Linked DNA regions of Mus musculus: regions 1, 2, 3, 4 and 6 are each linked to region 5. A link is a contact called in public ChIA-PET, Hi-C and HiChIP or PLAC-seq data. All regions are on one chromosome and are shown on one strand. The core of a region is the stretch at or near the end of the contact, and the rest is flanking DNA. Distances in the headings are between cores, read along the strand shown. Region 1 has its middle 150 kb from the start of Car8. Region 2 overlaps Tox (thymocyte selection-associated high mobility group box). Region 3 has its middle 18 kb from the start of Gm11802. Region 4 overlaps Tox (thymocyte selection-associated high mobility group box). Region 5 has its middle 110 kb from the start of 8430436N08Rik. Region 6 has its middle 73 kb from the start of Gm22473.

Evidence for each region. HiChIP or PLAC-seq counts read pairs in DNA pulled down with a chosen protein or histone mark. Hi-C and Micro-C count contacts between places; a contact is called where the count stands out from the background. ChIA-PET counts read pairs in DNA pulled down with a chosen protein or histone mark.
Region 1: a RAD21 HiChIP or PLAC-seq map of pro-B cells shows a contact between it and region 5, with 2.9 times the contacts expected there. The contact joins two enhancer-like sites.
Region 2: a contact with region 5 is called in an RNA polymerase II ChIA-PET map of CD8 T cells, with 6 times the contacts expected there. The contact joins two enhancer-like sites. A contact is called at or near these places in 2 of 115 datasets of contacts at active chromatin or transcription factors (CD8 T cells and memory CD8 T cells).
Region 3: a contact with region 5 is called in a Hi-C map of CD4 T cells, with 5 times the contacts expected there. The contact joins two enhancer-like sites. A contact is called at or near these places in 3 of 39 promoter capture datasets (cranial neural crest, liver and second pharyngeal arch cranial neural crest) and 3 of 484 Hi-C or Micro-C datasets (CD4 T cells and CD8 T cells).
Region 4: a RAD21 HiChIP or PLAC-seq map of pro-B cells shows a contact between it and region 5, with 17 times the contacts expected there. The contact joins two enhancer-like sites. A contact is called at or near these places in 2 of 15 datasets of contacts at CTCF or cohesin (pro-B cells and thymocytes), 8 of 484 Hi-C or Micro-C datasets (CD4 T cells, DN3 thymocytes, the HPC-7 cell line and 3 more) and 7 of 115 datasets of contacts at active chromatin or transcription factors (CD8 T cells, acute myeloid leukemia, double positive thymocytes and 4 more).
Region 6: a RAD21 HiChIP or PLAC-seq map of pro-B cells shows a contact between it and region 5, with 25 times the contacts expected there. The contact joins two enhancer-like sites. A contact is called at or near these places in 1 of 15 datasets of contacts at CTCF or cohesin (pro-B cells), 1 of 484 Hi-C or Micro-C datasets (cranial neural crest) and 2 of 115 datasets of contacts at active chromatin or transcription factors (T-cell acute lymphoblastic leukemia and large pre-B cells).

The regions. Positions count from the first base shown.
Region 1 is chr4:8,083,806-8,086,901 of GRCm38.p6, forward strand. No RefSeq gene overlaps it. Among named protein-coding and RNA genes, the nearest start is that of Car8, 150 kb to the right of the region's middle. Within about 2 kb of position 1,341, at least 35 of the 459 cell types and tissues checked have an H3K27ac peak or open chromatin away from gene starts, as enhancers often do. A contact at or near this core is called in pro-B cells, where this site is marked.
Region 2 is chr4:6,923,589-6,926,682 of GRCm38.p6, forward strand. All of the region lies in intron 1 of Tox (thymocyte selection-associated high mobility group box), which reads right to left. Among named protein-coding and RNA genes, the nearest start is that of Tox, 66 kb to the right of the region's middle. Within about 2 kb of position 1,598, at least 87 of the 459 cell types and tissues checked have an H3K27ac peak or open chromatin away from gene starts, as enhancers often do. A contact at or near this core is called in CD8 T cells and memory CD8 T cells, where this site is marked.
Region 3 is chr4:6,680,684-6,683,723 of GRCm38.p6, forward strand. No RefSeq gene overlaps it. Among named protein-coding and RNA genes, the nearest start is that of Gm11802, 18 kb to the right of the region's middle. Within about 2 kb of position 1,493, at least 35 of the 459 cell types and tissues checked have an H3K27ac peak or open chromatin away from gene starts, as enhancers often do. A contact at or near this core is called in CD8 T cells, where this site is marked.
Region 4 is chr4:6,901,011-6,904,147 of GRCm38.p6, forward strand. All of the region lies in intron 1 of Tox (thymocyte selection-associated high mobility group box), which reads right to left. Among named protein-coding and RNA genes, the nearest start is that of Tox, 88 kb to the right of the region's middle. Within about 2 kb of position 1,266, at least 45 of the 459 cell types and tissues checked have an H3K27ac peak or open chromatin away from gene starts, as enhancers often do. A contact at or near this core is called in CD8 T cells, DN3 thymocytes, the HPC-7 cell line and 6 more, where this site is marked.
Region 5 is chr4:7,453,827-7,456,770 of GRCm38.p6, forward strand. No RefSeq gene overlaps it. Among named protein-coding and RNA genes, the nearest start is that of 8430436N08Rik, 110 kb to the right of the region's middle. Within about 2 kb of position 1,470, at least 53 of the 459 cell types and tissues checked have an H3K27ac peak or open chromatin away from gene starts, as enhancers often do. A contact at or near this core is called in CD8 T cells, DN3 thymocytes, the HPC-7 cell line and 6 more, where this site is marked.
Region 6 is chr4:6,560,313-6,563,135 of GRCm38.p6, forward strand. No RefSeq gene overlaps it. Among named protein-coding and RNA genes, the nearest start is that of Gm22473, 73 kb to the right of the region's middle. Within about 2 kb of position 1,474, at least 7 of the 459 cell types and tissues checked have an H3K27ac peak or open chromatin away from gene starts, as enhancers often do. A contact at or near this core is called in pro-B cells, where this site is marked.

The DNA.
Region 1 (3,096 bases), core at 91-2,590, 630 kb after region 5:
AATGTTTGTGTCTTCCTTTACTATTCTCTGATTTTTTTTTTTTTAAGGTAGGATCTCTTCTAAGCAAAGCCATGGAATGTTGCTCACGGGGGGGGGGGGGGGGGCACCTCTTCTCCCATTCAACTGTAGATGGCTCCCATCTCTCCTAGCTCGACACTTGGCATTTGGGAGCAGATGGAGCTCTCAGGTTTGCCTTGGCTAGGCTGGATGCCCCCACCCCCTTACTAAAGTTACAGGTGTGAAGGATGCACATCTTGCCTGCTCATCAAGTAATTCACCCACTGAGCCATCTCCCCACCCCTCACCCCATCTCAAAAGGAGGTTTGCAAAAGGTGAAATGAACAAACCTTGAGGACTCTGTGACTCAGGGAAATAAGCCAATCACAGGAAGGCAGACACTGCACGCTGCCCCTCTATGTGAAGTATGTAAGATAATCAAACCTAGAAAGACATCTCATAACAAAGGGCTAATTGCAAAGGGATAGAGAGTAGCCTTCCTCCTTCTTTAACTGGAAGCAGAAAGTGCTATTTCAAATGGGTATCCACACAAAAGGATGTGCTCTTAAATGTAAAAGCATGCAAAGAAACACACAGACATGCACACAAGTGCTTTGCCTTTAATGTATTTTTTAAATATGTTGCATGTTTTCATGTGTCCTTGTAGCAGACAAAAAGAATGTAATTAGTATAATTAGGTAAACTGATAGTAAGTTGACTCTTTTTCACTTTAAAACTATGTTCTTATTTTTAAATTTATTTTAATTTTATGTTTTCTTCTCTTTCAACCCTTCCTAGATCCTGCCCACCCACTCACTTTTATATGACCCTTGCTTCTATCTCTCCTAGATTGACACTTGGCATTTGTAGCCCACCTTCCTATATTACAGCAGTTCTAAGTTTCTTACGAAGGACAGGTGTCCTTTCTATCTTTTGGGTAGAGTTTTATTGGGGAGATTTGTACAAAGCATATATCCAATTGCCATTTTCCTTAAGGAACACTAAATTAAAATGTCCTTTAAACACCTCCCCTTTTTTAGTATTACCATAAATCTTACAGTAATAATTATAGACCTATGTTTTAAATCTACCAGCCAAAATGGCTGCTTTGCAGAAACTGAACAAGAATGGTCTTGTGATTAGCCAGCCACGGTGCAGTCAAGGTCTGAAGCTGAGAAGTCCTCGCGAAATCTCTTTACCTGCTTCAGTCTCTTAGGCTGAAGGTGGTGATGCTAGAGCTTAAGGTTGGCCTAGAGATTTCTCTGACCTCTGAGCTGCTCTGCTTGCTCTGTGGGACGGATCGGCTTCGCAAAGCTATGCGAAGAACATCCTCTGGTGGCCACTGCCGGTATTGCCAATGTCCCTGACAGGCCAGCTTCCCTCCACAGGAAGCTTTGCCAGCAGCAAAGGCATAGAAAGCTGCCCACAAGACTGGCCGCTGGTTTCCCTAGACTCTAGATCTTCCCACAGAGCTTCTCGCTTCTATTTTCTCGCTACAGATGCAAATCTGAGACATAAAGCAGATCTGCTTTAGAAAGGCAAGGGCTCACAGGAGATGCCTCCTCTCAAACTTTAGTGGGGTCTCGGATTGCTTAGCGTTGACAGTTTCTATAAAGCAGGCTGATTGAAACAATGCCCGGTTTTGAAACTGCAGGGCCAGCTGTTTTCCTGGTTGCTGTAGTCTTCAGTGCCTTTCTGTAAAACCGCAAACCACACAGAAACACTTTTGGATGTCTTATTTTCGGGGGATAGAGGCCTATCGTTAAATTATGGGGACCATCAGAAAGCTACAGTTTGCTTTCTGGGATGGGAGGGCAAAAGTGTTGGTTACAAATTAATTAAGGCTTTGTGACAATCAAACCTGTGAATTGAATTAAAGGTGACTCAGTATTCATTCATACCAGTGAGAGGAGCTGTTGAAAGCAGGCCTCTCCCACAGGCCACATGTTCTTTGTGTTTTATTACACATCACAGAATGAATTAAAACTAATGAGGCTGGCTTCTGTCGCTAATTTCTTTAATGATTGTGATTAATGTAAAGTTTAAAGGAGGCAGCATATGAATATCTGTTGAATGTTATGTTAATGACAATATTTTAAGGTCACCTGGCTTCCAGAGATATCAGCCACAGGAATTATGACTTGGCATAATTCCTTTAGGGTATAAGGAAGGTGAACATGAACCATGCTTTCTGGATTTGTGAACTACAACATTAAAATTAAGACCACAACAGCTAGAATGCAGCAATGCTATAATAGCAAGGTGCAGAAGTATCCCGTACCTTGATTGGAACAATATCGATAAATGACATTTTGTCTAAGACAATACCTACACTACAATGCCACGTACCCTTTTAACTAGTTGATGGAATGTTCAATTGCAAGGAAACAAAAGCCAAGTTGTCTCCATGACGCATACAACAATATATGCTAGAGCATAGTGAAGCCCCCAATGCTAGAGGAAGACAGAAGAGCCCTGCAGGAAAAGTCAAGAAGATGTACTGACAGTGCCCAGGCCTGCGTGTATCACTACCCACACCCAAGACGGCTGGAGAGAGAGGATGCAGTGAAGTCTCTGGCTCTCCTCTCTGCTTGCAGACATTCAAGTCTACTGCCTCATCCGAGGGAGGTACAAGCTGAATGGAAGAAGGCACAGTGTATGCTGCATAGCCAGAAATAATGGCAATTACCCATCACCTAGACCTTGGTCGCCTGGCCATCCATTCGACTCTTACTTGGTCCTGGACTAGAAGCAATAAACATGATAGATCGGGGAACTCAAGTTACAATTCTTTTTGTGTAGACTTTAAATGTTTGACTCTTGGTTTCTTTTTATTTTTATTTCTAAACATTCCAATTTGTTTTAAATGCTTAAATGATACGTGTTGTCTGAGGATATAGACAAAATTTAAAACTTAGGTTTGCTTTATTTTTCAGAAATAATGACAGAACAGAAATATTTCTGTGGCTTTATAAAGACCATTAAGTCACTGTTGCCCTATAGGATGCTGGCTTACTGATGGAAGGGTAATTCAAGTGAAGACTGGTGGAACTCAAGGTCCCAAGCAAGAGAGATGGTGACCTACTTAACACAATCAAC
Region 2 (3,094 bases), core at 348-2,847, 530 kb before region 5:
TACTAGTACAGAACTGACAAAGGCATTTCAGAAGTGACCAAGTCAAAGAATCAAAGCCAGAAGAAACTGCCCTAATTAAATCACAATATAGACATGGGAGGAGCAACTGAGAATAACTGACTTGTCTGCAGCAGCTACTTGCATTTCACTCTGATGAAACAGTTTAGAGGATCAGGAGTCTCACTCCATGATGACATAAACCCATATACCTGTTCTGGACTACAGAGCTCTAAAGTAAGTCTATGTGCTTAAAGATACATATATCTACAACACACACACACACACACACACACACACACACACACGCACACATGCATACACACACAGAAAAACCCAGTCTTTTTAGCAGAGCTATTACTTGGCTTAAACCATGGATGGGGTATGACTCTGTAGTAACATGGCTATTTTTCAAACAAGCATAGTAGAATTTAACAATAGACATGACTTTTCAAAGTAAAGGTTTCTTTAGACAATTCTTATGAATTCAATTGTCTGACAAATCCTGTTTTAGAATTACCTTCTTGGGTGTTTGCAAAATTGTTAAGGATTTAATAAATTTAAAATCAAATCAATCAGATGTATGCTAATATAGGAGTATGTTATATGGAATCCATAACTTTATCTAAAAAACCTTCTGACTCTGTTATATTCTTGAATATTTTCCTATTACTGTACTACAGGCAAAAACCAAAAAAACTAAAAAACAAAACAAAAATCTCAAAATTAAATGTAGTAAATAGACAAGCTCATTTATTAGGCAGTAGGCCAACCTCACAAAATATTGTCAACTAAATAACAAAGCTAATTTTTGAATACTTTATGACTTGAAAAATCCTTCTTTATGGACAATTACAGTAGAGCTGTTCTCAATGTCCTTCAAACTAGGGCAACACTTTCATGGCTATTGCATGGTGTTACTTGGAACCTTGAATCTCTGAGATGGTTGCAGTGTGTGCAGGTAACTTGTGACTTCCTTCCAACAACAGAAGCTCGAGGCTCAGGCACACCTGAACAATTACATTACACCTCTAACCAAGCAGAACAGCTCTTTTTCTTTCTTTCTCATTTGCGTATGGTACTGGGGTTCTGCAAGGACCACATAGGTAAGAATGGAGTCTTGGTTAATCATGTGAAACTGATGGATGCTGGCACTCAGGCCTGAATTCACTTAAATTCTGATACCAAATACAGTATAGAGGGACTGAAACTTGTGAATGGATACTTCCTGTCTGCTCATGGCACTGAACCCCAAGGGATGCCCTAAACCATAAGACTTAAAACCACAAAATACATTCTTCCTTTTTTCTGTTCTCTTTTCTCTTTTGGGGCCTACCAAATCCTCTCTGTACACAGCTATTTCCTTGAGCTGATATTGGCTGAACACTTAGAAACCACAGAATTATGTTGAGAGGTTAACACTCATTCCACGATAAAACTGTGTGGCTGTGTCATATGCGGAAATTGCCGGTATTGTTAAAGCTTCAGAGGGAGGAGTGAAGGTCACTTTCTTTTTTATGGCATTAGGCACATGGGCTTGGAGGGTGTTGGTGGATGGCAGCCACCAACTGTGTATGAAGCAACGGTGCTGCCAAAACTGTGAATAATTAACAGATCTGAAAATATAAATAGATGAAACCAATGGCACGTTTGCCAGGAGGGTTGACCATCACAACTTGGCTTCCCAAGGGCAAGTTTCTTCAAGAGCACCATTTCCCACCTGTCCCAGGCTGACTATGGAAAGTTGAGGGTGTATTTTGGTTTGGTTATTTTGTTTCATTTTATCCATATTGGTATAGGCTAAGGCAAAGTGTCTGTGAGGCAGACACAGGGCAGATGAACGAGTATTTGTAACACTTGATATTCAAACCCTTTGGGATAGAACATTTTATGCTTGAAAATATTTTCACTGGATATATGTACAGCCCCCTTTCACCTAGAACTGTTGATAAAAATAAGTCTTTTTTTATTGTGCTGTAATAGAGTATTCTAAAACTCTACACCTGAACTCTCTCAAAATACAACCCGTTTTCTTCTTAATACACATAGCAGAGCATGAAAACCATGTGTTAGCTGCATGATGAACTGGCAAGCCACAGTTTTGATTTCTTCCTTCCTTCTTTCCTTCCTTCCTTCCTTCCTTCCTTCCTTCCTTCCTTCCTTCCTTCCTTCCTTCCTTCTTTCTTTCTTCCTTTCTTTCTTTTGGTCATAGGACCATTTGGTTCTGCACATAATATTCTTCTGAGGAAAATGGTATACATTCACCTTTGAACTGAATTATTTTATGGTAATTAAGTGGATTTGACTCTCACCATTTTCCTGCCTTTAGGGTAAGACTTCATCTCAGTTTTCCTGTATAATTTCATTCGTTTTTCAGCTGCTTGCTTTCTATTCCTACTTCTATATGGTTTTGCTTTCTTAATTTCTACTTCTTTAGTTGCCCACAGATATGTGTTTTCTTCGTTATTCCAATGAGCTATATTTAGAAGCTAATATGCTACATTCCTTTAAAATACTTGAGTTTCAACTCCCCAGTACCCATATGTTATTTTCTATGTCTATATGATGTGGTAATAAAAGAGTTTTCAAAAACGTCTTGGAACTGGAGATTTTTATGTTTTGAGGAATTCCCAGGCAAGCTTTGAATCTTGGGGAAAGAGAGAGAGAGAGAGAGAGAGAGAGAGAGAGAGAGAGAGAGAGAGAGAGAGAAGATTTTGCTGCTGGGATGTAAAGGAATCATGCTTGATGTGTAAAGGCCACAATTCTGCTCTGACCTGCAGCCTGCTTTAACAGTGGCACGGACTGGCTGGATGGTCATGAAGTACAGAATACACAAGGTCAGTATGAATCACACCCAAGGTGATTCCTAATCAGAAGGCAAACTAAACACAGTTAAGATTCAAAAACAGACTCCTAGAATCCCGAAATTCTGCGGTCCTGTGCTCCATTCTCTCTCATGCTCTTGCCTAGAAAACAAAAGTGTCTTCTAGCATAAGTAAGTCATAATGTAAGGAAGTAAGCAACAAGTGAGTAATGGGTAAGAAGTTGACTTTTACAGAACTTAAAAATACATGTATTTTCTGACTAAATACTTTTG
Region 3 (3,040 bases), core at 243-2,742, 770 kb before region 5:
AAAAAAAAAAGGCAAACTTAAAAATATATCATAAAAGCATCCTAGTGTGCTGGAGTGAATTCTGAGGCTTCCCTCAGCTTGAGGAAATTGCACAGTGCTGTCTGATAGATGGAGCAAGATGAAAGCACAGGCTACAGCCAACCTGGGGCAACTTGCACATGCACATTGAGCCAAGAATGTTAGGGTTCTGCTAAACTAGCAATAGGCGCACTAGCTTCTACTGAAAGCCAGACAGTGATTGAAGCCATCAACTGTGGCTTTGGTATGAGGTCCAAGGAAGTCTTGGCACAGTGAGCAGATGCACGTCTGCCTCGCCCATCATTAGATCAATTCTGCCTCACCCATCACTAGGTCAGTTCTCTTGCAACAATGCAACCTGCTGGAGATGGCTCTTGCCTCAGAAAGTGGCCACAAGTATCCACATGTCCAGAGGTATTTTGAGTCTTAAGATACCCTGTGACTTATAGTCATGGGTTGATGCCACACTCCTTCTCCATAGCTTGATTATTAAGTCACTTCTGCAGTTCTCCCTAGGTTGAACACTTGATGAAGAGCTGGGCTCACCCTGGCCAGGCAGCTGCACCTGGAGCCTGTATGTTCAGCCGCTCTATTGTTTTTCCCATCTACTCTTGTCACGGTATGAAGAAAGGTCTGGGAAGGAGAGAGGCACACATTTGGGAGCTACATAGTATGGTTCCTTTGTCTACTTTTTAGGTTCAATCTGGATTTCATCTTTATTTAAACATCAAGATCTGTCTGCACCAATAACTAACTTCAAAATACAGTTACATGGGATTAAGTGAAGGTTTTGCCACCTGCTTTATAGCCCTTCTAGGAAGCTTAGCCCTTCCTCCCCATGCCATAGGGCATTGAGAAGTTCCAGTAGCAAAATATTAGAGTCCACCACGTCTTCTTGAGTTTGCCCTGATAGGTCACATAGGCTAAGATGAAGCCCCACCCCAGCTTTCCTGGGAAGGCTGGGTGTGGCTTCCATGACTGCACTTGGCCTTTGAGACCTGGTGTTTAGAGCACTGCAGGAGCTCTTTCTACAGCTTGTGGAAGATCATGGTTGGGTCTTGGCCCAGTATAATTCTCTATCTGCCTTTTCTTTTATAGGTATCAAGTGAAGTGGTCTCACCCTGTAGTTTGCCACTAAATAAGAGCAAGGGATGTGTTTTGCCTCGGGGCTTGTTCACTTTTTTTTTTTTTTTTTTTTTTTTGAGTCCCAGAGGGACCCCTCAGTGCCTTTTCTGCAGACTGACATAGTAGCCAACTTTTATCCCACTTCCCCTTGGCTGGTCTTTTTCAAGCTAGGGGAAATAACATGGTGATTTTTGGAATGCTAATGACTCCAGACCTTTGATAGCATTCTGTCTTTAAAACCTTTTGCCAACAACAGTTGCAGGCTGTGGTTTTCTTGTCTGTGTGAGGTGACTAACAGGGTAGCACTCTTATTTGGGCTTTGTGTTCATGTAGCACCCAAAACCACCTACTGGCTTCCTGTCCCCTTGATCAGCCAAAGCCATCAGGCTTGAGCTGACATTTCAGCTGTTGAGCAGCTCCCCACCCCCACCAAAGAAAGAGTGTGATGGGAGAAAGAAAAGGCATATCTGGCAATAGTTGTTCTTGCCGCTTTGCCTGGAGAGAGATGTTCAGAGCCACGCAAGACTGTGCAGTAACAGCTGGCGGGCACCGGGGTGTGAGGCTGCTTTTCACTGATGACAGCCACTTACAGGAATGCTGCCAGATACAGCTGTTTAAAAGCCTTAATAAACAGCAAGTCAATACTAATCTTTGCCAAATTAATCTTTTCCCTGTCAGCCCATCACAGCAATTATGTTTGGGCTTATTGTAAACACACAATTGTCAAACAGGGACATGCCAGACTTAAAAAAAAAAAAACCAAACTGTAGTTTTGTTCATAGAATGTTTAGAATTGTGTTTTTATTTTCCCTGTAGGTTTGTCTTTCCATGTTATTGTCTAGTCCCCCCCCCCACCCCCCATTTTTGGCCTCACATCAGTGTGAATGAAATTTCACTTTGGAAAGTCTTGACTACCAAGTTGTTGATAAAGGTGAACTAACCATGCTGATGGGCTTCTGTAATTCGCCCAGGCTCCGATGATGTTGAAATAGAACCTATCATTGCTCTTGGGCATCCATCAAAGAACAAAGGCTTCACTACACTTAAGATATACTCTGAGGCTGGAAACAAAGGGTTGGTTAAGTATAAGGTGAAGCTGACACTCTGTGCACACACTAGATGCCATTTCCTCTAACTTGGTACTAAAGATCTTTCTTCTTTTGGAGTCCCAAACTCCCTCTCCTCCCTCTTCCCCCTGTACCTGGAGATCTATTTGTTCACACAGAGAAATGGTGCCATATGAAAGCATGAAAATGGCCTTTGACTATATTTTAAAAACACTATTATTTCTTCCTCCCCCGGTGTCATTTAGGTGGGATCCAGAAAATGAATCCTTTTCTTCCTGTACCAAGTCTACCCACTGTATCCTGTTCCTTCATCACTGTTTGAATTTAGCATCCATACATTTGTCTCCTGAGAGTTCTCTCTCGTTCCCAGCACTCCTACGTGTCTAGCACCTGCTCCTGCTTGCATAGTCTTCATGTGCTGAGGGTATATTATATCTTCTGCTTGTCACGACTAGAAAAAAAAAAGTTTTCATTTTTTTCTTCCTTCGTTCCCTCCCTCCCTCCCTCCCTCCCTTTCTCTTTCTTTCTTTCTTTCTTTCTTTCTTTCTTTCTTTCTTTCTTTCTTTCCTTCCTTCCTTCCTTCCTTCCTTCCTTCTTTCTTTCTTTCTTTCTTTCTTTCTTTCTTTCTTTCTCTCTCTTTCTTCTTTCTTTCTTTCTTTCTTTCTTTCTTTCTTTCTTTCTTTCTTTCTTTCTCTTTCTCTCCTGTCTCCCCCTCTCCTTTCTTTCTCTCTTTCTCTTTCTTCCTTCCTTTCTTTCTTTCTGTCTGTCTTTCATTCTTTCTTTTTCTCTCTCTCTTTTTGTCTTTCCCTCCCTTCCTCCCTTCCTTCCTT
Region 4 (3,137 bases), core at 16-2,515, 550 kb before region 5:
CTGGACTAGGAATGCATCAGTAATCTTTCTGCATTTGCCCGAAATCACAAAGCAAAAATGCAAGCACTGTCACAAGACATTTATTGTATTCAATTGGATCCAAACTGGTTGCTGTGGAAAAGGCAATTTAAGCTCGTGCAACAAAATAGTCTATGTATATATGAATAAATTATTTTTACTATGATTCCTTTCTATTTTCTTTACCTGCCTAAGATGCAGATTTTCAATAAGAGACTCCTACAGCTTAGTAGAGTGTGAGTCTGGTAGACTTCTGAGTCACTCTCCCACTCAAATCATTAGCTGCCCCCTCGATTATCATGAAGGATAATACACTGTTGAGGGTGTCTATATTGCTTCTTTACTGTTCACAGCTACAATCACCTCCATGAGAAAGGCAGACTTCTTTCCTTTAAGAGTCCATTTTTCTTTTTACCTCTGGGAGGCGTGATACCTCCATCAGGCTGCTGGGGACCAGCACCTTTCCACTACAGTCACTGCTTTCTGCAGTAGTTGCAATGAACATCTGCTGCTATCACACTGAGGCGGTTAGAGACTCATACTACTGTGTTTGGAAATAAATGAATTTGGAAAGGCCATGTCCATGCACACTGTACTTTGATCTCACTCCTCCTTCACTTCCCCTTCTTCTCTCTCCTTCTCCATCTCTCTTTGTCTCTCTATCTCTCTCTGTCTTAATATCTCTCTCTCCCTCCCTTCTCCCTCCCTCTCTCTCTTCAGCTTGCATACTACCCTAAGAAATTTGCCTTTCTTTGTCTTTCTCCAGTGTCTCTCAAAACACCAACACACTGTCCCTGGCACCATATCATCCCCTAGAGGGAGACAGGCATAACAAGTGAGCTTTGCTGCTTAATTGTAAAGCTTTGAGGTCACTTTAAAACTAGTATTTAATGACTTGCTCTCCTTTGCTAAGGGTGCCCTTGAGATAATTTTCATAGAGGCATGCTGTTATTAAACACCTGTTAGATGCTAGATTTCTCAGAAGAATGAGACACACTCTTTATAACTTAAGTAAACGAAATAAACAAGAACAATGGTATTAAATGCCTGATGGACATTATAATAGGACATGCTTCTTACACTGGTTTTAAACTGTAATTTACCAGGTCATATTATTCTGAATATTATATTACAAATTCGGAGCAGGTGTTTAAAGCTATTTTCCTACTTGATTAGATGTTAACTCATTCTCTCTGCATAACTGAAGCTTTGCTTCAGATCTTCTGATAACAGAAACGGAAGCTGGGAAACCACAGCTCAATAATAAGGTGAATGGAAAAAGAGTTGGTTTCCGTCTCTCGCAACTGCTTTCCTTCATGTGTTCCACTCAAAAAGAAAAAGAGAGAGTGTGCGTTCTCGATTGTACCAACAACCATGGCATAAAGGCTAAGCACACCTGACTGCTTTGCACTCCCTAGTGGCATAAAAGCTTCAGTTTCGAAAGGTTTTCAAGTAATCTAAATTTTTAAAAATTTTCTCTAAGACCATAAGTTGCAAGTCAAGACTGTGTGAACTCATAACGCCACGTAGTCCGTTGAAATTGTTCTAACAACTAACATGGTGATGTTCCAAGGAAAACTGCAGTTGTCAGATGTCCTTGAATGGCAGCCTCACATGCTCCTCAGAGAAGCTGAGTCAGTTTCATGGACAAGGGTCTAAGTGAAGAGAAAACATCTGAAGCACCTGCATAGGAAGGCAGGGCAGGCGTTGGAAGGATCTCCCTTTCTGCCCTTACCCTTGACCTTAACCCTTGGGTTCGGTGACGCAGAAGAGCCCTCACATTTCACTCTAGGATAAAGAATATTCTAGAATAACAACTTTCAAGGTGGGCTGCGCTGTGGATAAAACATCCTTGGACAGACTCAAGATGCTGGGCCTGTGAGGTCATGCTGAGGTAAATGGCATGAGCATTTTTGCTGAAAGATTTTCCAGGCTTCCTGAGTGACACCGAAAGGTCCAGATGCACACAAACCACTTGCTGGCCTCCCCTCCATGCTGCCCTGGACTGTAGGGAGAGCTAACTCTGACTATGGGCAGACACTGAGTTTTCACACTGTGGACACAAAAGAATCTGCTTTGGAAATTTTTAAAATAATGTGCTCATAATTAATATCATTCTCGTTAAATGGGGCATTGAATTACAGGGTAGTCAATAATCCTACTGTAACCACTCAGGACCAAAAACAAATGTAATTTTATTCCTTTTTACACCACTGAGCATTTTTTAAAGAAACAGATCATCCTGTGTAGTTTGTGCAGGATTGATTCAACTAGATATTGTAACCTATCAACGACTCCTGAGACTTCTGTTTATAATTTTTACTTAGGTAAATCCTGATTAATTTTCTCAGCAGGATGCATTCTTTGCCTACATGAATAGTAAGCTCTCATTCACTTCTCTCAGTGATATGAATTTGGACCATAAGCTTTTTCACATCGAAAGGTCTATAAAATATCGCTGCTGTATTATTTTCAGAGTTCTGCATTTCCAACCTGCCTGGTCAAGAGATTTGTTAGTCTTCAGCACTGAATCTGAATTATTAGCAAATAAGGAAGCCGAAAAACAACAAAAGGGCCCACAACCCTGATCTTATCAAAATAATTATGAACCTTAATGTTCCACTAGGCACCAGGAGAAAGACAATGTGGTACAAAGGCGCACAGTAATGGAAATAGACAGAAGTAGGCCAGCGCTCTGCTTTTAACAGTAGATACTTACTGCTGCGGAAACTACAAGACAATGAAAGACTGCCCAGCCAAAAATGAGATTTTACTTTGTGTCTCAACTGTAACGTGCTTATAGCATAACGGAAAGAAATGCTCATTTCCTAGGTGTCTTTTCCCACAGGCACATCGTCACTTGGAGCAGGCAAACAGTAACCACACATGGAGGTGTGGCTTCAGCCAGTGCAGTAGGAATGCGCTTCCTGTGTGTGCTTTCCTCTTGTAGTCATTGCACAGCATCACCTTACTTAACGGCTGGTTATTTAATATGTCTATGGTTTGGCTATTGAACATTTGGGAGATTGATTTGCTATATAAAAGCATTTCTTCTCATAAAACTTGGCTGTAGCTCTATGATTCTTCTTTCTTTAAATTCGAGTGATAAGTTGATAAAT
Region 5 (2,944 bases), core at 220-2,719:
ACATTAGTTCACACAAACTTACACATGCATGCACACACACAAACACATATATATTTATACATATAAACACACATATACACACAAACACACATACATACAAACACACATGCATACAAACATGAGTGAACACATACATAAACACACAAGGCACACATATATGTTCAAACAAACATACACACAAGCACAAACCCAAATACACACATACATCGCACAAATACACATATAAAACACAAACATGTACAAACACACACATATATACATACATACATACATTCATGCATGCATATACACATGTACACACACATATAAACATACATGTAAATGTACACACACAGCACACACAAAACATATATACACAAATACACATAAGTACACATATACACACAAACATGAAAATACAAACACAAAACACTCACCACATGTAAATATACACAGAGATGCATACAGCATACACACATAAAAACATACACGTGCATACACACATACATAAACCTACACACATATAAATGTACATAGATATACAAATACACACACACACACCACATCTATCGCCCAGACATTTGGGGATAAGAAAGCAAGCTAATAATCTTGAGCAAATAGATGTGATTAAATATGATTGAGCATGGTTTGGTTTTTTTTTGTTTTTTTGTTTTTTTTAATTCTCACAAATGTAGATCTTGATGAAGACCAGTTTGTCTAGAGTCCCACTGATTTAATTTGGGTGAGCTATAATTTACTGGGCTGCAGGAGAAACAGTAATTTGTTGAGGCCATCATCAGCTCATTAGAATCACACTGGGAACACTTAATGGTGTACAACCCACAGCTTTTTGTATCCATTTCATAGTGATTCCTCTCGCCCTGCCTGCTGCTCACCACTCCAACTGTTGATAGCATGATCCTTTCCAAACACACCCCAGAAAATAAGAGGTTTTAAAAAAAAAAGATTTAAGTCACCAAGAAACACATTTCAACATTTCAGGGTATGAGGCAGGCTGCTAGGATAAAATATTCTCATGTACTGTTAACATGTAAGATTGGCTAGCTGTTAAGTACTGTAAACTGCAACTTATCAAAAGCTCAAAAATCCTACACAACAGAACAGAAAATAATTATTCTCCCTGAACAGCTATTGTCTCCTGTCTCAGCTTTTCCTGAACTAATAAAAGGTTTAATTTTAAATGGTGCAAAGGAAATGTCAGCATTGCTAAGATATACAATACTCGGGTGCTTGGCTCACCATACATTAAAACGTATGAAATTAGACCTAAGTGAAGCCTAAACAAACCTGAAGATTCCCCTCCCTCCCCCAGGCACCTTTTCTCTTTACCTCTGATTGATAGGATCACGTGAAACCAGCCTGGGTTCCAACACTGTCGTTTCAGATGACAAGGTCTTGATAAGGGCCGAGAGCACTGGTTAGGGGGTATGTATTTCCGGGCCTACGATTTCAGTTATGCACAGTGGGCGATTTAGTTCAAAGGAGCAGGGACATTTATTTTGATGCTTCACAGGAAAAAGGAGTGGGGGCAGGGACGACAAAAGAGAGAAAGGCCTTAAAGGCTTCCTGCATTCAAATGTGTGCATCTGTTTTCACTTTTACTATCTTCAAAAAAAAAAAAAAAAAAAAAAAAAAAAAAAACGAAGATAACGTTTCAGTCTAAGACTGGCTGCTGCTGAAGCTTTGGTGTGCTAAGAAGAAAAACACTGCTGAGGGGAACATGGCAGGGAGCAACAGTCCTAAACTTTCCTCAGCTTTGGGCTTCACAATGAATTTGATTCAGATTCCAAACAATTAGCAATAATAAAAATATACATTAGGTGAGCATGCTCCTCGGTCAGTATTTCTCAGGTAGGTTTATTTTAAATAACCAAAATCAATGGAGTTTGGAGAGATGTAGTTACCTTTATTTATGCTTTCTTCCTCTTTTTTTTTTTCTATTTTTCTTCACAAATATATGGTAATTATTCGTTACCTCCTTTTATTGAGCATTGTGGTAGTTCCAAATAGTATAACCCTTTCTCTAAAAAGAAACACAATCTATTCTTTATAAATGTTAGACACGGTATTTAAATATTGGCAAACAATTCAGTGCTGTAACATACAATGAGAGTAGAAGAGAAAAGTAGCTACCACCCCCAAGACTCCCCTGAGGATGAAGTGTGGCTCAGTCTTCCACTGACTAGAATGGGAAATGCACAATCAATGTGTATAAAGTACTTGTTCCATAGGCACACTCATGAGCACAGTGAGTGATAACCAAAGCTCCATAAAGAAAAAAATGTTCTTTCCATCCTTCTTCCTTAGTTAAAAGGGGCACCTATAAAAAAAGACAGACCAATCAAAGAAAAAATATAGTTTATTGGAGTATATACCTTTAAAAGTTTTTGTTGTATATCTCACACACACACACACACACACACACACACACACACACACACACACACACACACACACAGCACATTTTCAGGAGAGGTACACAGAGAAGGGAGAGGCAATCTGGAATTCAGATATCATAGCCATTGTTTATCAAAACAAAGGTTTAAGCCCAGAGACATGGAAGTGTCAAGAACAGCTTTGAGGTAGGTTATGTCTGCACTTCTTGGGGTCTCTCGTACTTTGGACTCATAGTTCTACTCTGGATTTACGGATAGAGACTCACAAAACGATGTCTTCCATTTAGATGCAATTTTCTTTTACAAGGAAGTAACAGATTCCTGTTTTCAGAGCTTCTCTGTGTCTTTACTTTCTCAAAATTATCAGCTCAAAATAGTGTTTGTGCCAAAGAGGCATATTTTAGCATTGCATATTCTTTTTATTGATTGGAGTGTAGCATTTCATCATCTTCTTGTTCCAATAATCAAATATGTTAACATGACATGTTGTGCTCTGTATTTTATCTTAAATTTTTTCTTCTTTTCATCACACTGCCACGACAATTCTT
Region 6 (2,823 bases), core at 224-2,723, 890 kb before region 5:
CTTTTGGTATAGCATTGGAAATGTAAATGAGCTAAATACCTAATAAAAAATGGAAAAAGTAGAGAGAATAAATAAGAGGCCACAAAAGTACTTTACTCAAATAAATATAATCGTTTTATATCTATAAAATATAAATATTCATATTAATAATTAATATAATAATTTTAAATAAAATATTTCCATATTTTATTTTAAAAAAAGACTTCAAAATAAATATGGCATACCACCAAAAAGAAATGAAGAAGAAACCAAGCAATACAAATGTTGGGCAGAAAATGGCCTCCCAGGTGCTCTTAAATTTCTGTTAGGAAATGTGAATTTATACACTACTAACACTAGGCTGGAAAAATTAAAAATATGTGTCCTTTGACAGCTTTCTACATTTTATACCTACTTAAAAGTTTGTGCTAAGTAGTATAATGTCACATGTCAGAAGAGGTTCTTAGAGCATTATCAAAAGTTGCTCACATTGGAAGTACCCACACACCAACCTGTAACAGAATAAATAAGTGATCCTTATAGGGAGTATCTATCTATCTATCTATCTATCTATCTATCTATCTATCTATCTATCAATCATCTATCTATCTATCTATCTATCATCTATCTATCTATCTATCAATCATCTATCTATCTATCTATCTATCTATCTATCTACCATCTATCTATCATCTATCTATCTATCTATTTATAATATATATACATATATTATATACCTTTTCAGGGATAAATGTATATGATATAAATATATCATAAAACTACATTATCCAATGTAGATGAGCCTCAAGATTCTCTAGTTGCCCAGGAAAAAACAGGCTTAGACCACACACGGTCTTTCAAGGTGCACCAAGAGGGGACATGCTCTGTGATCCCATTTCTATAACCTAAAACATCTTATTTACTTAGGATTCCCAGAACCTAATGTCATTACATTGTGAGCAAAGAGAAGAGGGTCACTTTTCGTGTCCTGAGAATGTTGTATTTCAGAACACAGGCATTATCAGTACTTTATAATTATACATTTGTGTATCCATAAAGGGAACATGACAGTCAGTCTTTTGGGACAAATAATAATTTTATAACCTCAAGAAATATCCAACGAAGGTGCACTTAAATACATAGTATTCATGATAGCAGAAACCTGGGTCCTGCTAAACTTCTAGTCATGTTTTTATGACAAGTGTTGGAGACAGAACAATTTTTAATGGAATTTGTTGACAATGACAATCTGCTTCATCAGATTTTGCAGAAAATGTAAGCCAATTTCTTTTATTATTACCATATGGAATGTGAAACTAAAAGTCAAGATTTTTCTGAATTTACTCCATTTTCAGTATATGCTTCCAGGCAGTTAATAGGGGGCCAAGGTAAAGATTTTTTTTAAAAAAACGAAAACAAAAAAATCACTCCCAACAGTGACTTTTCCCCTGATGCCCACTTGGTGGCGCTAAGCTAACGTAGAATGCAGGTCTTCTCTGATACGTTAATAAGCTTTCACTTTATACAGTCCTAGGGAATTGTAAAGGTTTGTTAAGGTTTAGGACTTTAGACATATTCGGTAGGGAAAAGGGTTCAAAACTCTTAAAGAATTATGGTTATTTGTGAAAATTACAAAGAATGTCTTCTAACTCTAGGACCAGCCAAGCTTTCATGTCTTCTTGCCTTGTGTTTCTTTGATGACTTTTATGAGCCCTAGGGAGAGAAATAATTTTGTCTATAAGGTATTGGGGACTTGATGGAAACACAAACCCAAAATTTTCAATGGAATTATAGTGTGTGAGGGATGGGACAAGGCGCGTTTTGCAGCACAGTCCTTCCGAACAGAAACGGAAAGGGTCAGGACCTTTGATCCAGGCATCTGGCCCGGATGCAGTTCTGCAGCCCAGGACTAGGGGTGACAGTAGCATAGATGCTGCTTTCCTTCTTGGAGGAAGCCCCGTTGCTTGCTGTATCAGGGCTGGTCTTGAACTCAAGATATTTCTGCTCCAGGCTCTCATGGCTGGGGTGGCCTTTGCTCACCTCTCTGAACAGAATGAGGCCCTTTTCTAGGGCTTTTCAGGAGTGAGCAAAGGCAAGAGAGTCTAGACTAGGAGGGGTGGAGTGTGGGAATGCAGAAGAGTCTCTAGGATCTCTTTGCTGACAATGGGAGGCATCAAAGTCTTCTGTTTCCACAATACACGGCCTGGTTATTCTGTTTATGAAGATGATGGTATATTGTACACCCATAAATGAATCAAGATTATCTCGTTCTTTTCTTTAAAAAGTTTAGTCTACAGTTATATGTGTATGTGCATGTCTGTGTAAGTATTAGCACTTCTCTGTAGTTCCTTTACATGCCATAAGAAGGTGTCAGATGCCCTGAACTTGATTGTAGGGAGCCTCAAGATATAGGTGCTAGAAACTAGACTTAGGTCTTTAGAAAGCACTTGTGTTTTTTCTTTTTTTGTTTGTTTTTGTTTTTTGTTTTTTATCACTGATCTGTCTTTCCAGCCCCAAGAACATAACATCTTAAATCAGACATCATAGCAGGACATGGGGGCACACATCTCTAATCCCAGAACGTAGAAGGAGGATCTCTGTGAGTTTAAGGCCAGCTTCATTTACATAGCAAGTTCCAGGACAGCCAGGATCACAGCCCCCCTAGAATCATAGAGGGAAGCATTACTGGAGGTGTGGTCTTGTTGGAGTAGGTGTGCCCTTATTGGAGGAAGTGTGTCACTAGGGTGTGGACTTGGGGGGTTCAGAAGCTTAAGCCAGGCCCATTGTCACTTTGTCTTAGTGTAGAATTCTCAGCCCCTGCTCCTGCTCCAGCCCCGTGTCTGC